2 separate regions of the Gossypium hirsutum genome follow, and region 1 is linked to region 2. A link is a contact called in public Hi-C data. All regions are on one chromosome and are shown on one strand. The core of a region is the stretch at or near the end of the contact, and the rest is flanking DNA. Distances in the headings are between cores, read along the strand shown.

What was found. Hi-C and Micro-C count contacts between places; a contact is called where the count stands out from the background.
Region 1: a contact with region 2 is called in a Hi-C map of leaf, with 2.4 times the contacts expected there. The contact joins the promoter of LOC107897026 here to the promoter of LOC107897020 in region 2. A contact is called at or near these places in 2 of 34 Hi-C or Micro-C datasets (fibers and leaf).

What each region holds. Positions count from the first base shown.
Region 1 is chrA05:108,986,902-108,992,272 of Gossypium_hirsutum_v2.1, forward strand. LOC107897026 (aspartyl protease AED3) reads right to left here and starts at 4,082. Exons shown (of 3, transcript XM_016822355.2): 1 at 3,475-4,082; 2 at 2,441-2,915; 3 at 1,828-2,358. The coding sequence starts at 3,933. The coding sequence ends at 2,003.
Region 2 is chrA05:108,801,973-108,807,082 of Gossypium_hirsutum_v2.1, forward strand. It overlaps LOC107897020 (peptidyl-prolyl cis-trans isomerase CYP22), which reads left to right and starts at 3,067. Exons shown (of 7, transcript XM_016822351.2): 1 at 3,067-3,466; 2 at 3,563-3,586; 3 at 3,680-3,767; 4 at 4,420-4,512; 5 at 4,999-5,031. The coding sequence starts at 3,303.

The DNA of each region.
Region 1 (5,371 bases), core at 2,832-5,331, 190 kb after region 2:
ATTGTTAGTTATATAATAACGTAATTAAAAAAGTATGAACGAAAATAATCATATGTGATTATTGTGAAAAAAGAAAAGAAAGAATGATAAAGTGATGAATTAAAGAATGGGATATAAATGACCTAGTAAGTTATGATACATATGTAGTTATGAGAAAGAAAGAACTTATTTGTAAATGTGATAAAAATGAATAGAAAATATGAAAATTACGAAATAGTGATGTCTTGAATATTATTCTTAAAATCTCGTGTCAGTGAAATGAAAAAGAAGAAGATGATCAACTTTTATTATGAGGCTGTTGGGGTTCTTCTCCAATATAGAAGGACTTACAAATGGGCCTAAGGCCCAAACTCAACTTTTATAGGTTTAATTTTGTCAATTTGTGGCCAATTTTTTAGTATGAGATTTCAACGATCTAAAATAAGTTTGAATATCAAATGTCATATTTAAATATTATTTCTATCATAAAAGTTTCGAGAATTGACCAAATTACCTTTTTTATGATAAAATTACCTTTTTGCCATTTCTCACAATTTCATCTCAAAATTTAGTACTTGGACCAATCCAAATTCCTAATTCATATTTAACTCTTAATATAAGTCCTTAAGTGGTGAGAATTACAATTTTGGCCTTCTCTCAGTAAAAATAGGAAAATTACAATTTAATGCATGTACTTGCCAATTATTTCAATTTAGTTCCAAAAGTGATTTCCATCTCACCAAATCATTTTCTAATATATTTCTTATAAAATAATTCATAATGATTCATATTTTCCTCTTTTGAATAACTTCACACATTAGTCTTTATACTTTTCAAAATTTACGATTTGTTCATTTTTGTCATATTTTCACCTTTGCAACTCTTTTCATATAATTCCTTCTTCAATATCAATGTTCTTTCATAAAATTTCTTATTTGAGTCATTCCACAATTTTTTTCATTATTTTCTTGGTAGTAGAACTCGAAATTATGTCACATGTCATATCGAAATTTTCGGAGTGTTACATAGCTCTTTTTAAACCTCTATAAATTGCCTTTAGTTTTCAGAATGAAAGGCATCTTGTAGTGAAGATCAAGATCATTTTCTTGTTAATGTTTATTTTGTGTTCTTCATTTTCTATTCTTCACTATCTTTGTAAAAATCTTTAGTTATTCATAGTTGATATGTCCTATTCATTTATGTTTGAGTTCTTTAAGTTTATTATGTTCTTCAAGTTTTCCATTTTGAGGTAAAAGGGTGACAACTCTTGGCAAATACAATGTAAATTCTATACTCATCACCTGAGCTAAAATGAATTATTATTCACTTATTATAATCATGAGATTTTGTCACATGGTGAAAACAATTATGTAATATATTTCTTTAGAATTGATGTAAATATCAAATGTTATTTTGGTTGAAATGGTAAAATTGGGAGAGTGGATGTTTCTCCTCTTGGATACAAATTCCCCCAATGTATATTTTTTAATTTTATATAAAAAATACGCTTAAATTAATATTTATTTCTTTGTTAAAATAAGACTCTTTTGATAATTTAACAATTGAATTGGGACTCGATTATGGGTGACACTATCTCAATCAAAATATTTATATATAATATAGATACTTGCAAAGAAGTAATCTTAATCTATTGTGAACAATAGACGACACAATGAATGCATAAATAAATTAACTGTTATTTATTGTATACATATAAAATTCTTAACTCTCTTCCACTAAAGTGAGATATGAAAGTAGTTGGGTTGTAGAATCTAGCTGTTAGCAAATATTAAGATTGAAAACTCTATTAAAATAAATGTTGTATTTAAGAATTAACTCTTGTTAATATAAAGGAGATGCATTAAAATTTATTAAAACTGAGATTTCTTGGACAACTTAAAAGATTGGTCGTAACTTTTAAATGTCCCATAACATTAGTAAACTAATCATTAAAACCCAAATATGAAGATAATTCTATTACTGCCTCCAGTCTCCACATTCCCAAAAGTAGGTTTCAGTCTGGTCAGGTGCAGCGCTCACGGGCCACGCCCAACCTCGAATTGGGCACATCGAAAAGCACACGATGGTTCTGTTGCTGCATATTGGCTATCACATTCAGCACTGAGTTCACGTTGTCCGGTGCCGACGCCATTGCCAAGCATGTTATGCTGCCTGCTGTGCTGTGGATTAGTAGGTTCTCTTGTGGCAGTGTTACGTTCATGCCAGTGAACATGAAAGTTATGGTGGGCGCCACGATGGGGACCGTGTAACATGTGTCGAACCCTCCCAGGGATGTCACATTGGCCACCTTAACTCGCCTTCGGAACGCATTCCGGACTGCTACGTAGGCTGGTTCTACTAGCCGGGTGAAAACAGTACCTAATTTCAATACCAAAGTTTAGTATATTGCTTGAACGCAATCAAATAAGCTTTTATTTATCCAGTAAAAACAGGAGAATACCAGAATCAAAGATGGTCCCAGCACCAGTGGAAGGGTTGAAAGCCAATGCCTTTGGTGGGATATCGACAACCCTCCTTCCAACCCTAATTCCAATCAAATTCACAAAGTAGAGTGAGGGTCTTCTAGGGTTCTTCAACAATTGGGTGTATTTGATCCTAATAGGCTGACCTTTAGGCCCAAGTCTCAATGACCCAGAAAAGTTTGGTGACCTAAAGCTAGGCAAGCAGTATGAGAATGTAGATTTGTACAAATGTTGGGTTTGTGATAGAAGGGACAATGGGCCTCGACCCAACCCCAATAATCCCTGTTGTGGCTCTGACTTCCCCGTTGTCTTTTGGAGACAACCAAAAGTGTAGCTTGGGATAGGGTCTGTGGCTAGGGCCACTGTGTCCCGCGACAGGTTTCCTGCTATTGATGAACTGCCGTACGTCATGTTGAATATGCACGCGCTGCGACCGCAAGTGGGATTTGGTACCTGAAATTATCACATGATATGCAAATATGTTAAATAAATTTACATTTTTGGCTGAGAGTAATCATCTCATATACCCCTCATGCATGTCTATAAGTTGTATCATAATTTTTTTTCCCCATGTTGGCTACACAACTTTCATTTTAGCTAGAAGGGATAATTTCGAGCCACAATTAACTTACGAAAAGCTTCATTTATGATGTTTTTCTTATCTAAAAGACTTGAGCTTGAGATCCTATTTAAAAAATATTAATTTTTTTACTACTTGACTTAACAAATGTTGGTAGTTAAGAGGTAATTTGGATTTAGAAAAATTTTGAGTTTGGAAATAAAATTGTGGCGAAAGAAGTTGTCATTTTTAGTACTCGAAAAAACTTGTAGGAGTAGAAGGCTTGGTTTCTTCCCTTTTGCTAACTTTATCCGAAAAAAACAACCGTTTAGCGTTGCTTTTGGGTTAAAAGCAGCTTTTGACTTCGCATTGCTTACAGCCTTAATCAATGTTTGTAAGGCTCGAGACAAGCGCGTGAGAAGTGTGAATGGTTGGAGAAATGAAAGGGATTACCTGCTTGCATTGAGCTGCATGGCAGCCAAGGGTGTTGAAAGTGGTGGATTTAGCAGTGTTAAAAACCTTAGAAGAGCAGCCAATGCAGCCATTACAAGGTATCCAAGCAGCATCATTGCTAGTATCCATGGCCATGAGCATGGTTTGTGGTGGGGTTCCTATTTTAATCCTCACAATATAGGTTGGACTTTGCACAATCTGCCTGCCTGAAGCTACTGGCACCACAGATTTCCCAGCCACCAGGCTGGACAAATATTGCAGCCTGGCCTGGTCCTTGGCTAGCATTGACAACATATCCTCTTCCCATGAGAGTGGCTTTGAGGGTTTGAGGGGTGAGCATTGACTGTAAATGTGGAACACTTGGAGGGTTGAGCCATGGTCTTGGATGTCACATTTGGGATTCAGGCCTTTTGCTACCGAAATGAAGAGGAAAACTAGACAAAAAATTTGGGTTTTCATAGTTTAAGCTTTTCTTCAAGGTTTAGGGACAGAGAGTGTGGGAAGTGAGTGTGTGTCTCTCTCTATATATGATATAATGTCAAACAAGATTAAAAAGATGACATATGTTCATGGTGCATTGTAAAAAAAGTTAAATTATTAAAAAATGAAAGATATAAAGTATTTTTAAGTTTTGAGTGTGGGTAAAAATATTATAGAGATCGCTAAATTACATTTTATTTCTTTATTCAAAAAGTGTACTATAATCCATTTGCTTTTTGTAGGCTATACCTCTATCCCTACTTCAACAATTCTACCTTGAAATAGAATCTACTTTTACTTGTAATCTTTTTCAATAATATTTTATTTAGTTGCTTAATTTATTTTTTAGTTATGTGATTGAGCTTTTATACTTATTTATAGGAGTAGAGTATATTTTATAATTAATTATTTATTTATTTAAAGAATAGATATAATGAAGAATTTAGTTACTACTTCTAGTAAAGAATACCCCATTTTGTCCAAAAATAATAATATTTTATATTGAAAGAGAAGAAAGAGATCTTGGAGCATGATCTAGGACATGCTTTATTGGAAAATCTTTAAAGAAATGTAGTGCATCATGGGAGGAAATATATAGTTCATCTTGGGGACTAAACAAATCTCAAAATATGCTCATTGAATACTTCATTTTTGGATTTCTCTTAATATTTATATTTCATTTTATAAAATATTGGTAAATTAGATAATATTATTTGTATTTATTTTAAAAAAAATAAAATTATTAATCTATTAATATTAAATAAATATATCTATTGTAGATGTGTTAAATATGATTTTCTTTTGGTAAATTATAATAGGAGAGTAATGCTTTGACAACAAAAAAATTAGCATAACTTGAATTCAAATTATGAAAATCCTAACCATTAGACCAACACGAATTCTGAAATTTTTTTAATGTAAATAATGAAATAAGATGCAATATTTTTAATAAAATGATTTTATAAATCAAAGTGGATATTAATTATGAGTTACGCTAATTAACTATGGCAGTTTAATAGAAAATTTAAGGGGGGCTGACTGCCACTTTAAAGCAGCAAAAAAGTGGTTTCTGTCACAGTCAGTGATATGATAAAATATTTTCAATTTTTAAAAACAATAACAATTGAGTCCCTACTCCTTAGAGAATGATTTGGTTGCATCATTTTTTACAGCTAACTTAAGGGAGGAAACTTAGGCGTAATTGAGGGGGCACAAACAATAAGAAAAAAAGAAATATCTTTAGGCAAAATATTTATTACCGTTGTGGTCTTTTTAAACTCTATAAATAGATTGCGGTGATAATGATTATCCTACAATATATAATTGAGCATTAAGTATTGTTATTATTGTAGTAATTAAGAATACACGAGTTTAAGTATATTTAAACGAATTTTTTTTTAATTTAAAAGTTGAAGGT
Region 2 (5,110 bases), core at 1,817-4,316:
TCTATTCCATTCAACCAAACACAAGATTACTATTACGCCTCTATTCCATTACATTCAACCAAACAGTGGATTAGCTATTACACCTCTAATCCAATACACCTCTAATCCCAATGCACCTCTAATCCAATACACCTCTATTCCAATACAGCGAACCAAACGCACCCTAAGGGGATAAGAAAGGTTCTAGTTAAGCCATAAAAATTAGGGGAAGGTTTTATCTTAGCTTTGTCAAAAAGAAAAGGATTGTAAGGGTTATGTCTTGTCCTTGAAAGGTATCAATTCAAGTTTAGTGAATTGAGAAATCCTTGGTTGAGGTATATCGAGGGAGTGGAGGTAGGTAATTAGGGCGAAACCACTATAAATCAAATTTTCCAAGCTATTCTCCCTCCTATTTTATTTTGGAATGGTTTGTAGAGAATTTTTAAAATACCAATTCACCCCTCTTGGTATTTCTGGGCCTAACATACCTAACAAATAGGCTTATAATCCTTGATGTGCTAGATGTGTTTAGGGTGGTCAATTTGATGAATTTATTATTTGATATCATGTTGACATGAGTTAGTAATGTGTTGGTTACTTTTTAATGAGTTAGAAAGTGTTTTATAGGTAAAGTGACTAATTGGTATCGAGACATTAAGAACATGTCTCGAGACACCTAAACATTGAAGCTAGAGGTTTGAAACAGGAGAATTATGCCTGGAGACTTGTTTTGAGACATAAGAGGTTGAATCTCAAAACATGAGCCCCATTGTCTCGAGATAACTTAACTTTGAAGCAAAAATAAGGAAACATGAGAAGCATGTGTCTAGAGGCCTGACTTCACTGTCTTAAAACACATTATTCAATTTTGATAGTTTGAGTTTAGACTTGAATCTTGCCTCCATGTTTAACCCATACGACCCCGTGTCACTACAGGTGGGCTCAATTAGTCTTAATTAATTGTGTATCATTAGTATAACATGTAAATTTTGAGTTTATGTCATGTTTTTCTTTTAAAGTTTGATAAAAATTAATCAAGATAGTCTGAGTTGCTCCGGCAACATAATGTGACATCTCGCATTCAGATCTGACAACCGAGTTGGGTGTGGGGTGTCACAAAAGAAATGATGACATTGCCTTTTTTTAATTGGTATAATAACACACTTTATCTTCAACATTTATACATTATAAACTTTGGTTCTAATTCTAAATAATTCAACAAATTTAACCCTCTACATTTATTAATCCTATCAATTTAGTCCTTAAACACATCTTCATCATAAATCGAAATTATAAATAAAAAATTTCTAAAAACATTCAAAATCGCACCAATGATGAAATCTAAAAAAAAATTATAGTGAAGGAAGGAAATGTCCATTAAAGAAAATTTGCAACATTTATTTCAATTTCAAAAACAAAATGAAAAATGAAACAAAAGAAAATTTTAACCAAGAGGATCAAAACTCCACTTTTTCATTTCCAACACTTCTTCCAATTTCTATTTTGGCTGTAACTAGGGTATCCATCATTAGTAGCAGTGACTATTTCTCTTGTCGCGGGTGCTTTCCAAAGAGGTAAATGGCTGGCTATGAAATGTGCTCCATTCTCATGGGTAGGGATTGAATCCCTGACCTCAAGGTTAAGGGATGAGGTAAATAGCTGGTCATGAAATATGCTCCATTCCAACACTTCAATTTCAGGTACTTATTTCCCTTTCCAATTCATCTTCTTTTTCTCATATAGAATTGTTTCAAATAAGAAAGCAAATATTTCAAAACAAAAAATTGTGAACGCCATGAACACTCGCAATATTCTTTAGATGGAGAATAAAGGAGTTTAGCTTTATGTTTATGAACTAGCAGGTTCCTTTAGGTTAAAATCCACCTTATTTCATTGTTGGTGTTCTTAGAATTTTGATGATTTGCCAAATTATATGTTTATTAATTTATTTAATTTTGCAAACCCAAGATCAAATATTGTCAGTCTTCATTGTCTCCAATGCAAATCAAAGTCGGTGACCAACTTGTAACATTTTGAAATTGGTTGACTGAAGTGTTGAGTGACCAAAATCATATAATTGTCGTTCAATCTTTGCACCATTATTCCCCAACTTGATAATTCAAATAGTATTAACAACAACTCACAACCACAATCAAAGCAAAGCAAACAAAAATTTCAAAAAAAATAAAAAAAAGGGAAGAAAATCTACTTTATTAGTGAGCCCCAAATAGGACTTACAAATGCAAAGAACCAAAATAAAATCATAAAGAAGAGAATCAAAATATCACCAAAAAAAAAACTCAAATTTACCAAATTTAGTTAGGAGTTAGTAACAGAGTTTCTGTTGAGGAGGCTTAGTCCAAAAGGTAAAGGAGAAAGTCTTGTTAAGAAAAGGAACATATCAAAGTCATTTGCCCATCCGATGAAGATGGACAGACGTTGAAGAGCTTCTTCTTATGGCTTCAAGTTTAAATCAATGGAGTTTTATGCCACTTCAAGGAAAATTAAACCATAAAGTTGAAAAATAAAGGAAAAAAGATCTAGTTTAGTGTGTTTCTTTGCTACAGGAAGAGTTGGACGGTGGCACAATTACTAGTATACAACTGCGAAGGAGTAACTTTGGGTGTATTTCCATAACTAACTTGTCACTTTTTGAAATTAAATAACCAAAGTTTAGATTTACTAATATTTGAGTGACCTTACGTAAGTTTACTTTTTGATAAATAGTAGGTTAACAACCATCAAACATATGTTAGCAATTTAACAACTTAATGACTTTAAAGAATGATTTTCAAATAATTTAGTGACAAATTTGTAATTTTTTAAATTAAGTGATCATAGTGTAAATTTGTTAGTAATTGAGTGATCTTAGATGTAGTTAAAAGAAAGATTATTCTTCACTAGCATTGTTTCAAAGGTTGAAACCTATATTAACTTCCACTATTATTGTTTGAATTGTACTAGATTGATCAGTTGGACTAATTGAATTAAGAACCAATCAGGGTATCGATTCAAAGAGTAGCTTTGAACTGATTAGATTGAAAATTAGTATAAACTAATTGAATCAACTAAAAATTGATTCAACCAACTAAAAACAGATTAAACTAAAAAATTTTAAATTTTTAATAATTTTTCAATCACACCAATGGCGAAACCGTTCCTTTTAATCTCAATTAATTAAATTTGAGTTCAAGTGAAAAGGCTTTCAAATCTCGACGGCGCCACCGGAGAGATCAAAGCCTACAAACCCAGAATCTTTTACTAGAGCCAAAGTTCTTAAACAGTGAGAGCAAAAAGAAAAAAGAGAGGCGTGTGCGGCGGCGATGATGTCCGGAGGCGGTGCTGGCGGAGTGGAGTGGCACGTTAGGCCACCGAATCCAAAAAACCCAATCGTATTTTTCGATTTAACCATAGGTTCTATCCCCGCCGGTCGTATCAAAATGGAGCTCTTCGCTGATATTGCCCCTAAAACCGCCGAAAATTTTCGGTCCTTTCACTTCCCTTCTTTTGTTCTTTTTCCATAACTACTTTTCACTTTTCCAAATTCCTGTTCTGATTTTCAATTTTTCTTCTCGTCGTGCAGGCAGCTATGCACTGGCGAATACAGGTTCACTTTTTTTTTTCCCTTAAAATTTGTTGTTACCTTCATCAAAATAAATAATTCCTACTTACTCATTTTATTAATTGGATTGAATATCAGGAAAGCTGGGTTGCCTGTTGGTTATAAGGGTTGCCAATTTCATAGGGTTATTAAAGATTTTATGATTCAAGCTGGAGATTTCCTCAAGGTTGTTACTTTACTGTATTAGCTTTCTTTTTGCACTTATTATCTTAGCCACTTTGCTCCTCCATGTTAGTTCTAAATACCCAGAATTAGCTTCTTCAGATTTTTGCAGATTATTGATCTCTTTACTCTTTATGTATCTGGGAATAATGATTTTGCGGGACTCCTTTTAAATTATTTCAGAAGTTAAAAGTTTTGGCTTGCTGACTTGAGAGGATGATATGATTGAAGTAGATTGTTGTTGTTTTTTTTCTGTTGTTAAGTTCTTTGTTAAATGTCCATTGTAGCCTGGATGAGGGCGCAAATATCCTTATTAAGGATTGTTTTCACCCAAAAATTGGAGTGTAGTGTTTGCCAAAGTAAAGTAATGGAAGGTCTAGCTTAGACCATTAAAATTTGATTTGTTAAACATAAAAGATGCAGAAGAGCTAAGTTACTGTTTAATTTTTTTTTGTCTTTCCATATTTTTGAGGGTCCTTAGAGGATCATATTCCTGACCCAAGTCTAAATGTATGTCGGGCATGGGTATCTCAAGCAAAAATAAAGAGTTGGAGTAAAATATTGCAGGAGTATTACTTTTTGTTGACAATGATGATGCTATTTAGACGATTTTCTCCCATGTTATGTATTAGTTACAGTGAAATCTTACATTGCAGGGTGATGGTAGTGGATGTACTTCCATTTATGGGCACAAATTTGACGATGAAAATTTCATTGCCAGACACACTGGTCCTGGTTTGCTATCAATGGTATGCTATTTTCTATATGGTATTCCTTTAGCTATATTTTCTTTTCTCAGTTTTCTCTAAACTTTTCAAACGAAGATTCTTCATTTTTTGTAAATACCTTTTTGATAAAGAAAGGTATAGAAAGCATTGACTTCTTTGATTTTGGAAGTGATTGAGAAAACTTAGATGTGGGAGGTTCGTGGGACAGGATTTTGTTGCCATATCTCGATAATCTTTGCAAAGTGCCTTAATTTTTATAGTCCTCTTCCAGTCCCCAATATTCTATATCACACCTCTGTTTCGTTGATAAACTGGTGATCTTTTTTGTACAACTGTGATTCGAACCCAGGCCAATAGCCCAGAACTTGGGGTTCATAACTGGTGTTAGATTCACATTCTCTTAACACTGGAGGGAGAAACAGAAAGAAAACTATGAAGATACTAGAATATTATGGATAAGTTCAATGAAAATTTATTAATTGCTATCTTTTTCTGTTTCCATTGCAGGCAAACAGTGGACCAAACACCAATGGTTGTCAGGTAACTTACTCTATCTCTCTTACGTAAATTTTACTCGGATTTTGGATTCCTGTCTAACTTAGGCATGTTCAGTTTTTTC